Linked DNA regions of Macaca mulatta: region 2 is linked to region 1. The links are chromatin contacts, called in public Hi-C maps. All regions are on one chromosome and are shown on one strand. Each heading gives the region's core, a stretch centred on a gene start, on an enhancer-like site or on the middle of the called end of the contact. The rest is flanking DNA. Distances are from core to core; before and after follow the strand shown.

Region 1 (6,158 bases), core at 3,655-6,154:
GCACTGTTCTCAGCGTCTCTCATTAGTACTTGTGATCTTCCACAGTCCTACACGTGGGGGCTGTTTATTCAGGGCTATATCTTCAGTGCCTAGGACACAGCCTGGCACATAGTAGGTGCTCAATAAACCTGCCTTGGGGAAATGATTCCTATTTCTTTGCCCAGGGTCATGGCATCTAAAGGCAAGCTGGGCCGTGACCACAGGCGCCCCCCATCACCTCTGGGCTTTCTCTGTTCTCAGCACCTTTCTCCCTCCTGGGGGCTCCCAGACACGAGGGGACCCAAGTCATTTCCACATCAAGCATCCCCCACCCCCCACCGGTGTCTCCTCTCTGAGCCTACCTGCTTACTCCTCTGTCCCAGAAATGGCCAGTTCCTGAACAACTCCTGGAGGTCCCCTCCTCACACCCCTCACCTGAAAGGTTAACCCCATCCCCCCACCTCCCACCTCTGCTGCTCCTTTCCTAGCCTCTCTGTTCACTTCTCTTCCTCTTTCTTATGTAGCTTTCTCTGGCTAGGTCCTAGGCTTCTCCTTCCTTGTGACCACAGCCCCCCAGACCTGCATGGCTTCAGTTGTTTCTGCCGTGAGGTCCACATCTGTCCCCAGCTTCCCCCAGTGTCGGAGGTGACCTACACTGGCCTCTTCATCATCCTCCATATCCCCCATACCTGTACCCATGCACTGACCCAATCTGATAGTCCCACTGTCTCATCAGTGTGGTCCCTTCTCCCTTGGAACCGTGGTAAACCCTCGGGCTTACAGGCCCCAAACTCCAGTTATCCTGGAACTTTTTGCTCCTCCCTTACCTGTTACCACCCCACGGCGCCCCCTGCCGGTAAATAAATACACACAGCCCACTGATCACCAACACCTCCGCTTGGCTTCCAGTCGCTACCCTAACCCCACCAGCCCCGCTCTAGTCCAGCCCTGGCCTCCTGGCCTCAGCCTTCCCACTCCAGACAACAGCCATCAGAGCTTCCTAAAGCCAAATCTGACCCTGTTCTTCCTCTGCCTAGAGCTCTCCATGGTTCCCAAAGCCTTCTGTGATCTGACCCCTGCCAGCTTCTGTAGTCTCACAAGCCTCCTTGAACTCATTCCAACCAGTTATGTTCCCTTGGGAAAAACAGGCCTCCTCTCTGACCTCAAGACCATTACCTCTGCCTTGCCCCAGTCACTCATTCTTTAGGTCTCAGCTCACATGTCCTCTGCTCAGGGGAGCCCGCACTGCTTCCATGGCAGGCCAGGCGGCTCCTCTGGATCCCCACAACCCGGTGTTTTCCCATCATAACCCTGATTACCTGCAGCCTGGCTCCCCACAGTCCAACCGCCCAGGCTTCACCGTCTTCTGCCAACTCAGCCCTAACCACTCCAGTCTCTCTCCCTGAACCCCATGTAAGCTGGGATTATTCCAGCTGGTAATTTCTGCAACCTACACTTATCTCAATGTGTGTGAAGAGCTATGTGGGGCATGGAAGTGTGGGAGAAAGTGACCTTGTCACAAGTCCACCCAGAGACTGCCCCATCTACTTCGTTTCCACATCAAAGTCAAAGCGATCAATCACTCCCAGCTCCCGAGACCCGTGGACCCTGTCTTTATTCCAAACAATGAGAAAGAGTGGGCCTAGATGGCGGCTGCCCTGTCTGAGGGCAAATGCTCCCTCCGGAAACACTGAGACAGTCATAGCGAGCTTTCCTAGGCCTAACCTTAAAAAAAAATCATGGGCCGGGCACGGTGGCTCATGCCTATAATCCCAGCACTTTGGGAGGCTGAGGCGGACAGATCACAAGGTCAGGAGATCGAGACCATCCTGGCTAACTCAGTGAAACCCCATCTCTACTAAAAACACAAAAAAATTAGCCGGGCGTGGTAGCGGGCGCCTGTAGTCCCAGCTATTCGGGAGGCTGAGGCAGGAGAATGGCGTGAACCCGGGAGGTGGAGCTTGCAGTGAGCCTAGATCACGCCGCTGTACTCCAGCCTGGGCGTCAGAGCAAGACTCCGTCTCAAAGGAAAAAAAAAAAGAAAAAAATCATATGGAACCTCAACAGCCTGGAGGAAGAGGGGCAACTGCCCTAACCTACTCCCTGGGGTACCCCACTGGGAACGTCAGGGCTGGGGAACATCTTCCTGAGTGGGGAAGGTGTGCATCAAAGTGGAGCTTAAACATGACATTCAAAACTTCTGACACATCCCCCTCAGAGAGAGGCGGGGAGCTGGCTTCAGTGGACCAAGGAAGGCCGAGAATGGAGGGGGGCATCCAGGACAAGGTCAAAGCTGGGGGCCCCACTGCTCTGCTCCTTGGCTGCAGCTGTCTCTCCACTCCACCCTGAGAAGGCTCAGGCTGGGATCTGAGCTGAGGGCCATAGAACTGAGGAGCTCACAGTCACAACTCTCCCCCCAGCCTCATGCTGACCCCATGGCTTGAACGATGTTAAGAATCTGGCTGGGCAAATTATTCTAGGGAGCAGTTTCAGAAAAGCTGATTTTGCTGGTTGGATAAAACCAAAGGCCGAGCAATTGGACTGTCCACTGTGTAACAAGGGGCTGCAAGTGGTTGCAAGCGGGAGGATGACCCGGTTACATGGGTTTCAGATAGATCCCCTGGCTGCCATACAGAGGATGGATTGGAGGGGGACACTGGGGCCGGGAGCCTCAGAGGTAACCAGCCCGGGAAGGACCTGTGTGGGGAGGCCCAGGTTGAGGCTGTGAGGAGAGGAAGAGCCCCCAAGGGCCTTCTCTTGGATTCTAGCTCCCCTCTATCACCTGTTCCCTGAGGGCCCTGGCCTCTGCCATTGCTCAAAGATCATCCAAACATTGTCTACTCCTGACAAACTAGGAGCCTGAGGAACAGGACATGGGATAAGCCAGTGACTGGCTAGCTTCCAGCTTGTCTACCTGGCTCCTGAGCCAGAACCAGGGCCTCTGGGACCCAGGTGGGCACGGTATTGGGAGACAGTTCCCAAGAGAGAGAGAAATGGAGGCAGCAGCAACTTTCCAAATACTGTTTACTTCACTAAAACCTGAAGCGAGTCAGGGAAAGGGTACATCAGTATCTGAGACACCAAGCCTAGGAGTGCACATTGACAACGGCGACGTACAGGGCCAAGGTGCTGAGGGCCAGCAGCCCCGTTACCACTGCTCGGGCCAGTAGGGCTGTCCAGCTGCCCAGTGAGCAGAGGTGGACGAAGGTCCTGCAGGAAAATGTCACCATGAGGGAGGGAGACTAGATAACCCACCCCACTTTGGACCCAGCCCTAAACCCCACCCAGCTCACTCCATCACGAAGGCCTTGTAGACACTGAGGAACATCAGTAGGAGGACAGCCGGCCGGAAGGTGTGGTACAGATCATAGCGTGTTATCATCCAGACCTGAGCAGATGCGACGATGTAATGGACCTGGAGGGAGGCGGAAAGTTGGGGCCAGGCCTCGATAGGAGTATGGCCGCCAGCAGAAATGTGTGTGTGGGAGAGCAGGACTGCCTACCAGACTGATGTTGGAGTCTATGCTCATCTGGATGTACTTCCAGTCAAACTCAATGCCCCGGGCTCCGACCCATAGGGGAATGCAGCTGAGGAAGGCAAAGGATGGGATTCTCCAGTACCCAGACACCTTCAGTACCAGGCTGTGAGCCCCTGCCCTCCAGCACCCCCGTGGAACCCAGGTGTCCCTTCTCAGGTGTCTGGGTTCCAGGCTGCTGCACGCACCGGGACATAATAAGCTCAGCGGTGGCCCAGCCCAGGGCAGCAACCATGATCTTGTACTCCCCCTTGCCGGCATTCCGGGACATGACAAGGTTTAGACCTATCAGGTCTGCCACATCCACGCTGGCCTTCATGAACTCCTGCGGGTCAGGTTGAGGCTTAAGTAAGCACAGGGGACAGGGAGCCCCGCTCCTGCATGCCCTGCCCTTCCCTGGCCCCTCTCACCCCAATGAAGTCATAGATGCCGCCTTCCCAGGTGGGAAAGAAAGTGGCCAAGAACAGCATCTGAGAAGAGAAAGCAGAAAGAGGTCACTTCAAGGTGAGGGGATCAAGATAAACCACGTGGGATTTGTGGGAAGTTCGTGGGTATGAGGAGGGCAGGACAGGTTCTGGGGACCCATCTGGAAGAGGAACCACCAGATGGTGGCAAGATTACAGGAATGGGGGAGATAGAGGATAGGTCCCCGGGTCCCCGAGGGGGCTGGAAGTTGGAGTTCTGGGTGATCACAGGGCATCTGAGTCAGGTTTGAAGGTGCTGCTCCTTGGGCAGTGTTAACAGCATGTAGGGAATCAGTGATCACTCTTAATCGCACCAAAAAAAAAAACACCTCTTAGCCAACCACACTACTGACGTTTTCTCAGTTTTACTAAGTGCGACGCAAAAGTTGCTTTTAGGCCTCTTCTCAGGTCGTGCCCTCTTTAAAGTCTATCCTTTCTAGGTATCCTGACGCCTCCCTACGCTGAGTCCCGAGGGCGGTCCCACCGTGGCGGGGGATACGCAACGGGGGCGGGTCCCTGGGTCTGCAGAGCCTGGGGGCCAGAACACGTGGATTCCGGCGGCCCTTACCTTGCAGAGTTGGACAAAGAGGTAGGTGACTCCAGCCTGGACGCATTTCCAGAAGGCGTTGTACTCGGACCTGGAGAAGCGGGAGGTGAGGCTCGGCCCGGGCCCCGCGCCCTCTCCGCCCCGCGCCCTTCCCGCACTCACAGGCCGCTGCACTTGTAGGTGATGAAGTAGGGGAAGTAGGCGAGAGCGAAGCAGTTCCCGAAGTGAAACAGGGTCATGACGCTGGCCGCCCGGTCCCGCCCGCGCGGGGATCGCGAGGCGGCGTCTCCGGCAGCGGGTCTCCGGCTCCGCCGGTACTTTCGCCACGGCCAGGGCCTGGCGCCCACCTGACTGGCGGGGGCCAGCGCGCGACCTTCTGGGATCAGTAGTCTCGGCGCGGGGCGTCGCGCCCAGTGACGTCAGAGCGCCCGTGGCCGGGCCCGGTTGCCAGCGCTCCCGGCCCAGCGCTGTGGGGAGTGACTTCCGGCCATGCGGGACCTCTCCCGCTGCCATCGCTGTCCCCGTCTCCCGAAGTGGAACCCGGCTTGACGTCAAGCGCGACCCCTCGCCCGTGGGCGCAGGCGATCGAGTAAGGGTGGGGCGGGCCTCAAACCCGGATCAGAACCCGCCGTGACCGGCGCAGAAATACGGGACGCAGCTGTGAGCACTGTTTTTTATTTCACCATGGACCCAGCGGCGTGGGGCGTCCGCCCCGGGTGCCCTTCCTCCCCCGGGCAGCCAGATGCAGGAACGGGAGGCACATGTACCGGCCCTGGCCCCTGGGAAGGAAAGAAGGGACCTTTCCGTTTCACTTGTCTCGGCTGAACATGTAGCGGAGGAGGTCGACCACCCGGTGACTGTAGCCATATTCGTTGTCGTACCTGTGGAGGAGGGATTGGCAGGCTCAAGGGGGTTCCTTCCGACCACCCCTTAGTTCCCCTGCAAGTCTCCAGCTCCTTTCCCCTTACCATGAAATGAGCTTCACGAAATTGTCATTGAGCGCAATGCCGGCCTTAGCATCGAAGATGGACGAGTGGCTATCACCGACGAAGTCCGTAGAGACGACCTGGGCGTCAGAATTTCAAAGATAAGTGTGTCCGGCAGAGCAAGGACTTCCAGGAGCTGACAGTGCTCTTAGCTCTATCGCCCATCCATGCATTCATCTATTTTTGATGCAGCCCTACTGTGTTCAGTCTCTGGGGACAGGGACCAAGGCACTCTACTGGGGTCTGACCAAAGGGCACAGGTCACAAACACCCTCATGCTGTACCAGTACATCCCTTTCCTAGGAATAATGCAAGCATTTGAAATGGGCCAGTATGGAGGGCCTCTCTGAGGGGTGGCCATGAGCCTGAGTCTAGATGACTAGGAAGATCTCACTGGCTCTGGCCCTCAACACAGCGTCTGAGGTGGAAGGAGCTGCAGGAACGGAGAACCTGAGGGTTTTAGCCCTAGTGTCAGGAAAGGCCACAAGAGTGTTTTCACTCCTGAAAATGGGTGATGCAGTGTGATTCCATTAAAACAAAAGATCCTGGCGACTGTGGGAAAGTGGACCTGCAGGAGTTAATGCAGGGAGACAGCACCAAGGTAGATGTACGGGGTCCACCATGACCATGGCATCCACTCCTCACA
Region 2 (6,428 bases), core at 3,016-5,515, 64 kb before region 1:
CCAGCTGGAATATCGCATTAGCCTCTCCACTGCTCTTGCCCCATGAGACTGTTCTCCACCCAGGAGTCAATGATCCTGTTAAAACCCGAGGAAGATCATGTCCCTGCTCAGATGCCTCCAAAATAATGTGATGTTTCCCCAGTACATTCAGAATAACAATGGGCGCAGTGTGGGGGCTCATGCCTGTACCCCAGTGCTTTGGGAGGCCGAGGTGGGCAGATCACTTGAGGTCAGGAGTTCAAGACCAGCCTGGGCAACATGGTGAAACCCCGTCTCTACTAAAAATACAAAAATTAGTCGAGCACAGTGGCATGCGCCTATAATCCCAGCTACTGGGGAGGCAGAGGCAGGAGAATGGTGTGAACCTGGGAGGCAGAGGTTGCAGTGAGCTGCCACTGCACTCCAGCCTGGGCAACAGAACCAGACTCTGTCTCAAAAAAAAAAAAAACACACACACACAAAAAACAACAAAACCCCAGAACAATAACAACAGTTAACAGGCACTTTTCTAAGCACTTCATATGATTGAGTCCACCTAACGATCATGCCTACCCGATAAGCTTGGTATTAATGTTATCTCCATTCCACAGATCTTAGAATCTGAGGCACACAGAAGTTAAATACCTTGCCCAAGGTCACCCAATTTTTTTTTTTTTCAAATGGAGTTTTGCTCTCGTAGCCCAGGCTGGAGTGCAGTGGCACGATCTCAGCTCACTGCAACCTCTTTTTCCCGGGTTCAAGTGATTCTCCTGCCTCAGTCTCCCGAATAGCTGGGACTACAGGCATGCACCACCACACCCGACTAATTTTTGTCGGCTGGTTTCAAACTCCTGACCTCAAGTGATCTGCCTGCCTCGGCCTCCCAAAGTTCTGGGATTACAGGTGTGAGCACCGCACCCAGCCTAAGGTCACTCAGTTTTAAGTGGCCAAGCCAGGGCACGAATCAGTCTCAGGGCAAAATCGCAACACATCATCCACAGTTCTCTGTCCACTCCTCCAACTTCACCTCCTCAGGTTCTCAGTCTTGCCTGAGAAACTCGAGCTGACATTGGCCCCCGGCTGCTCTTCCTGCATGCTGAGCACGCTGCCTCTGCTCTTGCTATTCCCTCTGCACAGAAATTCCTCTCCCAGTTCAATGTTACCTCCTCAGAGGCCTTCCCTCGCTAGGGCAGCATCTCCCTCTCCCTTCTATTACAGGCTTTTCTTCACAGCACTCATCTCTACCAGAAATGATAGGGTCTGTTTGGTTCCTAGTTTACTATCTGTCTTCTCCGTGTCACAGTGTAAGCTCCAGGAGGGCAAGGACTTGTTCTCTGTTTGTGGCTGTTTCCCCAGAGCTGGTGTTCTAGGTATACAGCTGTTATTCTAGGCACTGGAAATATAAGTGACTGAGATGACAAAACCTCCTGGCCTCATGGACCTTCCATCCTAATGGTGGGAGTTGAGAATTCTGGAACCCAAGAAGGGATCGGGGCAGAGCCCTGAGGTCTCTAAGAGAATGTCTGGCTGCCCAGCCTGGTGAGGGTGGGTCCCTGAGGCCCACCTCTCCATGTCCTGCAGGCGCCTCAGTTGATTCTGCAGCCGCTGCATGGGATCTCGGAGCCTATGCTGCTGTCTTCGCATGGCCCCAGCTTGGGCCCGGAGGAGGAGAGCTCGACGCTGGGTGTCTTGAGTGTGCTGAAGTGCCTGCTCCATGGCTGTGTCTGTAGGAGGAACAAGGGTGGCCATCAGCACCTTTCCCGGCCCACATTCTGTTGCCCATTTTCTGGCCCCATGGCTCACCCTGAGCCTCAGTGTCTCGCTCCATCAGCTCCAGGCTCTGGTCGAGCTCCTGGATTTCTGCCCGCAGGCGGGTCACGGTAGCTTCCAGCTCTAACTTCCGACGGACCTGGGAGGATCAGATTCAGGGTGAGATGCACGGTCTGATCGGGGTTCAGCCTGGCCTGTCTTTTGGGGGTACCAGGCTCCTCAACTGGTGGCAAAGGGTTTTTGCTCAGCAGTTTCTGTGTCTGATGCAGAAGCATTAGGGTACTGGCTCCCTCCTTCCTCTTAGGATTGTCTTACCCATACTTCCAGCCTGTTTCCTGTTTCCTGTCTGTGCTGATGACAACCACATCTTTGTCCCAGTATTGATCTCTTCCTGGAGCCCTGCACCTAGAAGTCCCAAGGACTCCTGGAAGCCTCCCCTCAGGTGTCATATGAGCCTCTTACACCCACTAGGTCCTACACTGGCCTCAGCATCTCTCCCAAACCTGTCCCTCCATCTCTTCTCAGCAGCTTTGATGCCACATATCCATGTCCCACCTCTCTGCCCCCAGCTAATACTATCTCTTTATATTTTTTTCTTTTTTTGGACAGAGTCTCACTGCATTGCCCAGGCTGGAGTGCAGTGGAGCGATCTCGGCTCACTGCAACCTCTGCCTCCCAGGTTCAAGCAATTCTCCTGCCTCAGCCTCCCAAGTAGACAGGATTACAGGTGTGCACCACCACACCTGGCTAATTTTTTATTTTTAGTAGAGATGGGGCTTCACCATGTTGGACAGGCTGGTCTCGAACTCCTGACCTCAGGTGATCCGCCCGCTTCAGCCTCCCAAAGTGCTGGGATAACAGGTGTAAGCCACTGCTCCCAGCTGAGCTAATGCTATCTCCACTGGACTTTAAGCCCTATGAGGATGGGGATCAGGGCTATCTTGTGACCCATTGTCCCCAGCATCACCCAGCACCTGGTTGGGCTTAGAACAGGAGATCTACAAATCATTTTTCGGATGAAAGAGAATCTTGCAGCATATGCTTCTTACCTGTGGACTGTCCTGGTGGCCATACCTAGGAAAATGAGACCAGAGTCAGTGGATGAGTGGGGCTTCCAGTGGGGAGGGCAACAGGTGTGATGCTGTGGTGAGGACAGGGCTAGATGGGAGTGGGGATAGGAAGGGATAGCTTTAAGAAGCAGTTACCAGAGTAGGTTTCCTCGGATCTTCTTGACAGTCCTACAGTGCAGAGGCAAAAGGAGGAGTTACTACGGACCTCACCTGTGCCCCCTCCCCTACTCTAGCCCAACTTACCTCTGACTGTGCACATGCTGCAAGATGTAGGCCCAGATGTCAGCCCCCTGGCCCAGACACAGCCTGTGGGGACAGTGTGTAAGCGTATGCCTGGGGCAGCACACAGGGTGTGGGATCCTCATTCCCAAGGTGATGGTGGTAGGGAGTCTTTATTAGGGAGTTCTCACTTCTTGGGGAGGGAAGGCCCAAACTTTTTTTTTTTTTTTTTTTTTTTTTTTTAGGGACAGAGTCTCGCTCTGTTGCCCAGGCTGGAGTGCAGTGGTATGATCATAGCTCCCTGCAGCCTTAACCTTCTGGGCTCATGCGATCCTCTCACCTCAGCCTCCAGAACAGCTAGGACTACAGGCAGGCACCACTACACCCGGCTAATTGGTAAAACATTTTTTTTGTAGGGACTGGATCTTTGCACTAAGTATGGTGGTATTCTCATTCCCCGGGAAGGCGGGGGTGGGGGATGGGGGTGGGGGTGGGGGTGAGTGGCGAGGGCTCCCTTTCTCCTGGGAGAGGGTTATCCAGTCACATTCAGAGGTGGAGGTGGGGGATGTACTGCCAGGAAGTGCCATCTCATGGCCAGATGTGGGGCATCACTCCTACAGATTCAATCCCGATGGGGTGGCCACGGCTAACTCCTGAGTGTCCTTTTTGGTTGGGGTAAGGGTGGGAAGGGGAGGTGCTGCGGGGACAGCCTCACCCTGGAGATCCTATTTCCATACGGAGAGGGATCTTCACTAACTCGTGGAGGATTCTCACCAGTGCTAGGGACCTCACTCTGGGAAGCCTCCCAGGGCAGGGAGCCCTCAGTAACTCGGGTCACTTTCGATGGGGAATGGGGGGTCGAGTCCTCAATGAGGGGTGGAGCTCTCACTCCCGGAGACTCAATCTCCAGGGTGGGGAGTCCTCACTCCAGGAGCGGTCCTCACCTGCGCAGCGTCGATTCCCGGGCTCGGGCTGCCACGGGCACCCCCATCTCTTCGGCCGCCCAGCAACTCAGTTCCCGCGCTTCCCGCGCTAGCTCCATGACAGCGCCACAGCTGCGCCACCGCCTCCCTCAGCCTCTTCAAGTGTGGCGCCCGCCTCTGACGCCACGGACGCGCCAACAGGACGTCATCGGTTGCCGGGCAGACAGCGGGCTCCGGCGCTGCGTAGTAACCTTAGCGTGGTAAGGTTGGGTCTTGCAGCGCTCACTCTTCCCAGGTGGGTCTCCTTGAGTGGAAATGAAAAGGGCGTGGAGAGACGGCGGCCCCGCCCGCCTTCCCTCGTTCTCTCGCTCACTACCAGCTAACCCGAAAGAGGCAAAACAGTCCTTGATGCTTCCCTTTATTTTCTTCTTCTTCTTTTAATTAAACATTTTTATTTTAGGCCGGGCTCGGTGGCTCAAGCCTGTAATCCCAGCACTTTGGGAGGCCAAGACGGGCGGATCACAAGGTCAGGAGATCGAGACCATCCTGGCTAACCCGGTGAAACCCCGTCTCTACTAAAAAATACAAAAAACTAGCCGGGCGAGGTGGCGGGCGCCTGTAGTCCCAGCTACTCGGGAGGCTGAGGCAGGAGAATGGCGTGAACCCGGGAGGCGGAGCTTGCAGTGAGCTGAGATCGGGCCACTGCACTCCAGCCTGGGCGGCAGAGCGAGACTCTGTCTCAAAAAAACAAAAACAAAAAAATAACATTTTTATTTTAATAGAGATGGGATCTCACTATGTTGCCCAGGCTAGTCTCAGCTTCTGGGCTGTTGAACTCCTGGGCTAAAGCGATCCTCCCGCCTCAGCCTCCCAAAGTGTTGGGATTACAGGTGTGAGCCACCGTGCCCGCCCCCTTTATTTTGTTGACAAAATGGGACTTGCAGCCTAGGAGGACTGGAACCAGGGAATGAGATCCTGGACTTACTGCTCTTTGATTTCAGAAACAGGTGTCCCATGTCTGAGTGGAGGGTAGGGGCAGATAGTATGACCCTAACATTTCCCTGGCATGCATTTTCCCATTCATTTGTGCTTACCATTCCATAAACTCAGGGAGCTGACTCTGTGCTGGGTGATGCTGGGGACAACATGGTGACCACGACAGCCCTGGTCCCTATTGTACAGAGCTCACAGTTCAGTGGGGAGACAGACACACCACCAGGTAGGGATGGTAAAAATAAGCAGCAGGAGTGGGTCAGTTTGGGACACAGCAGGTGTGAGAGGTCTGCGGGATGCCCAGAAAGCAGTAGGGCTGGAGTTCTGGCGAGCCTGCTGGGCCCCGTCAGAGAGCTGAATGCGCTGTGGGCATCAGTATGAGACCAGAGCAGAGGAAGACGGGCCCTGAGGAAAGGCAGTATTTATGGAACTTTCACTCAGCGGGCTTGCCTAGGCCATCACTTTCTCCTTGGTGTCCAGTTCAGAGCGTGGCTTTCGAAATAGTTGTTGAATTAGGCCGGGCATCGTGTTTCACGCCTGTAATCCCGCACTTGAGAGGCTGAGGTGGACAAATCATTTGAGGTCAGGAGTTCGAGACCAGCCTGCCCAATATCGTGGAACCCTGTCTACAAAAAATACAAAAATTAGCTGGGCATGGTGGCTTGCGCCTGTAGTCCCAGCTACTCCACTCAGGAGGCTAAGGCAGGAGAATCGCTTGAACTCAGGAGGTAGAGGTTGCAGTGAGCCAAGGTCCCGCCACTGCATTCCAGCCTGGGTGATAGAGCAAGACTGTGTCTCAAAAATAAATAGTTTTTGAGTCAGCAAGTGGGGAAAGATGGTGGAGTGAGACTAGAGCTGGGTACCCAGGGAGGAGGCTGGAGCAGGATGAGGGATGGAGGGTGAGGACAGTTGCTGGGCCAGGGTGGGGCTGTGGGGAAGGAAGGAGGAGGCAGAGTAAATGGGTCATAAGTTTGATGAACTGGAAGAAGGGAGGGGATTCAGGGTGAGGCTCAGGGCACTGGCCCAGGGATTGGATGGGGTGGACTTTGAAACAGGGACCTGTGAGGAACAGTTGTTTTGGGAGAGATGCTGAGGACAGCGTGGAGTCTCGGGAGTGTGAGGAGCCAGGGAGACATCCAAAGGGCGCCTCAGGTCTCTGACCTAGGGGACAATGATCAGCACTGAGATAGGTGTGCAGGAGAAGCTGAAGCCAGCTTCACACACCTGTCAAGGATTGAGAGGCAGAAGAGAGTGCCATGGGCTGATGCAATCCTGGTGGGCTTCCTGGAGGGAAGGATTGCCAGCTGTGACTCCTGGATGTCTGGTTTCTTAACAGCTGCCATTTCCCCCAGACATGCCCATTCTTCTACCTGTGTAGAGAATTTTTTTTTGCTATTTTTTAAGAAAATCAATTAGGCACCACATCTGCCTTGGGTCTATGAGCTTTTCAGGAGACTCTGAATGTGTTTGAGAC

What was found. A called contact is a pair of places that touch in the nucleus more often than the background predicts.
Region 2: a contact with region 1 is called in a Hi-C map of CD4 T cells, with 1.9 times the contacts expected there. The contact joins the promoter of HAUS5 here to the promoter of TMEM147 in region 1.

Annotation. Positions count from the first base shown.
Region 1 is chr19:46,808,896-46,815,053 of T2T-MMU8v2.0, reverse strand. It overlaps TMEM147 (transmembrane protein 147), which reads right to left and starts at 4,904. Exons shown (of 7, transcript NM_001194024.2): 1 at 4,689-4,904; 2 at 4,548-4,617; 3 at 3,926-3,985; 4 at 3,704-3,840; 5 at 3,483-3,567; 6 at 3,273-3,394; 7 at 2,990-3,189. The coding sequence starts at 4,765. The coding sequence ends at 3,066. GAPDHS (glyceraldehyde-3-phosphate dehydrogenase, spermatogenic) reads right to left here. Exons shown (of 11, transcript XM_001095332.5): 10 at 5,495-5,592; 11 at 5,186-5,407. The coding sequence ends at 5,335. LOC144329402 (a long non-coding RNA gene) reads left to right here and starts at 4,948. Exons shown (of 3, transcript XR_013410509.1): 1 at 4,948-6,158.
Region 2 is chr19:46,871,805-46,878,232 of T2T-MMU8v2.0, reverse strand. It overlaps HAUS5 (HAUS augmin like complex subunit 5), which reads right to left and starts at 4,265. Exons shown (of 17, transcript XM_077982300.1): 1 at 3,983-4,265; 2 at 3,018-3,125; 3 at 1,783-1,888; 4 at 1,544-1,703. The coding sequence starts at 1,807.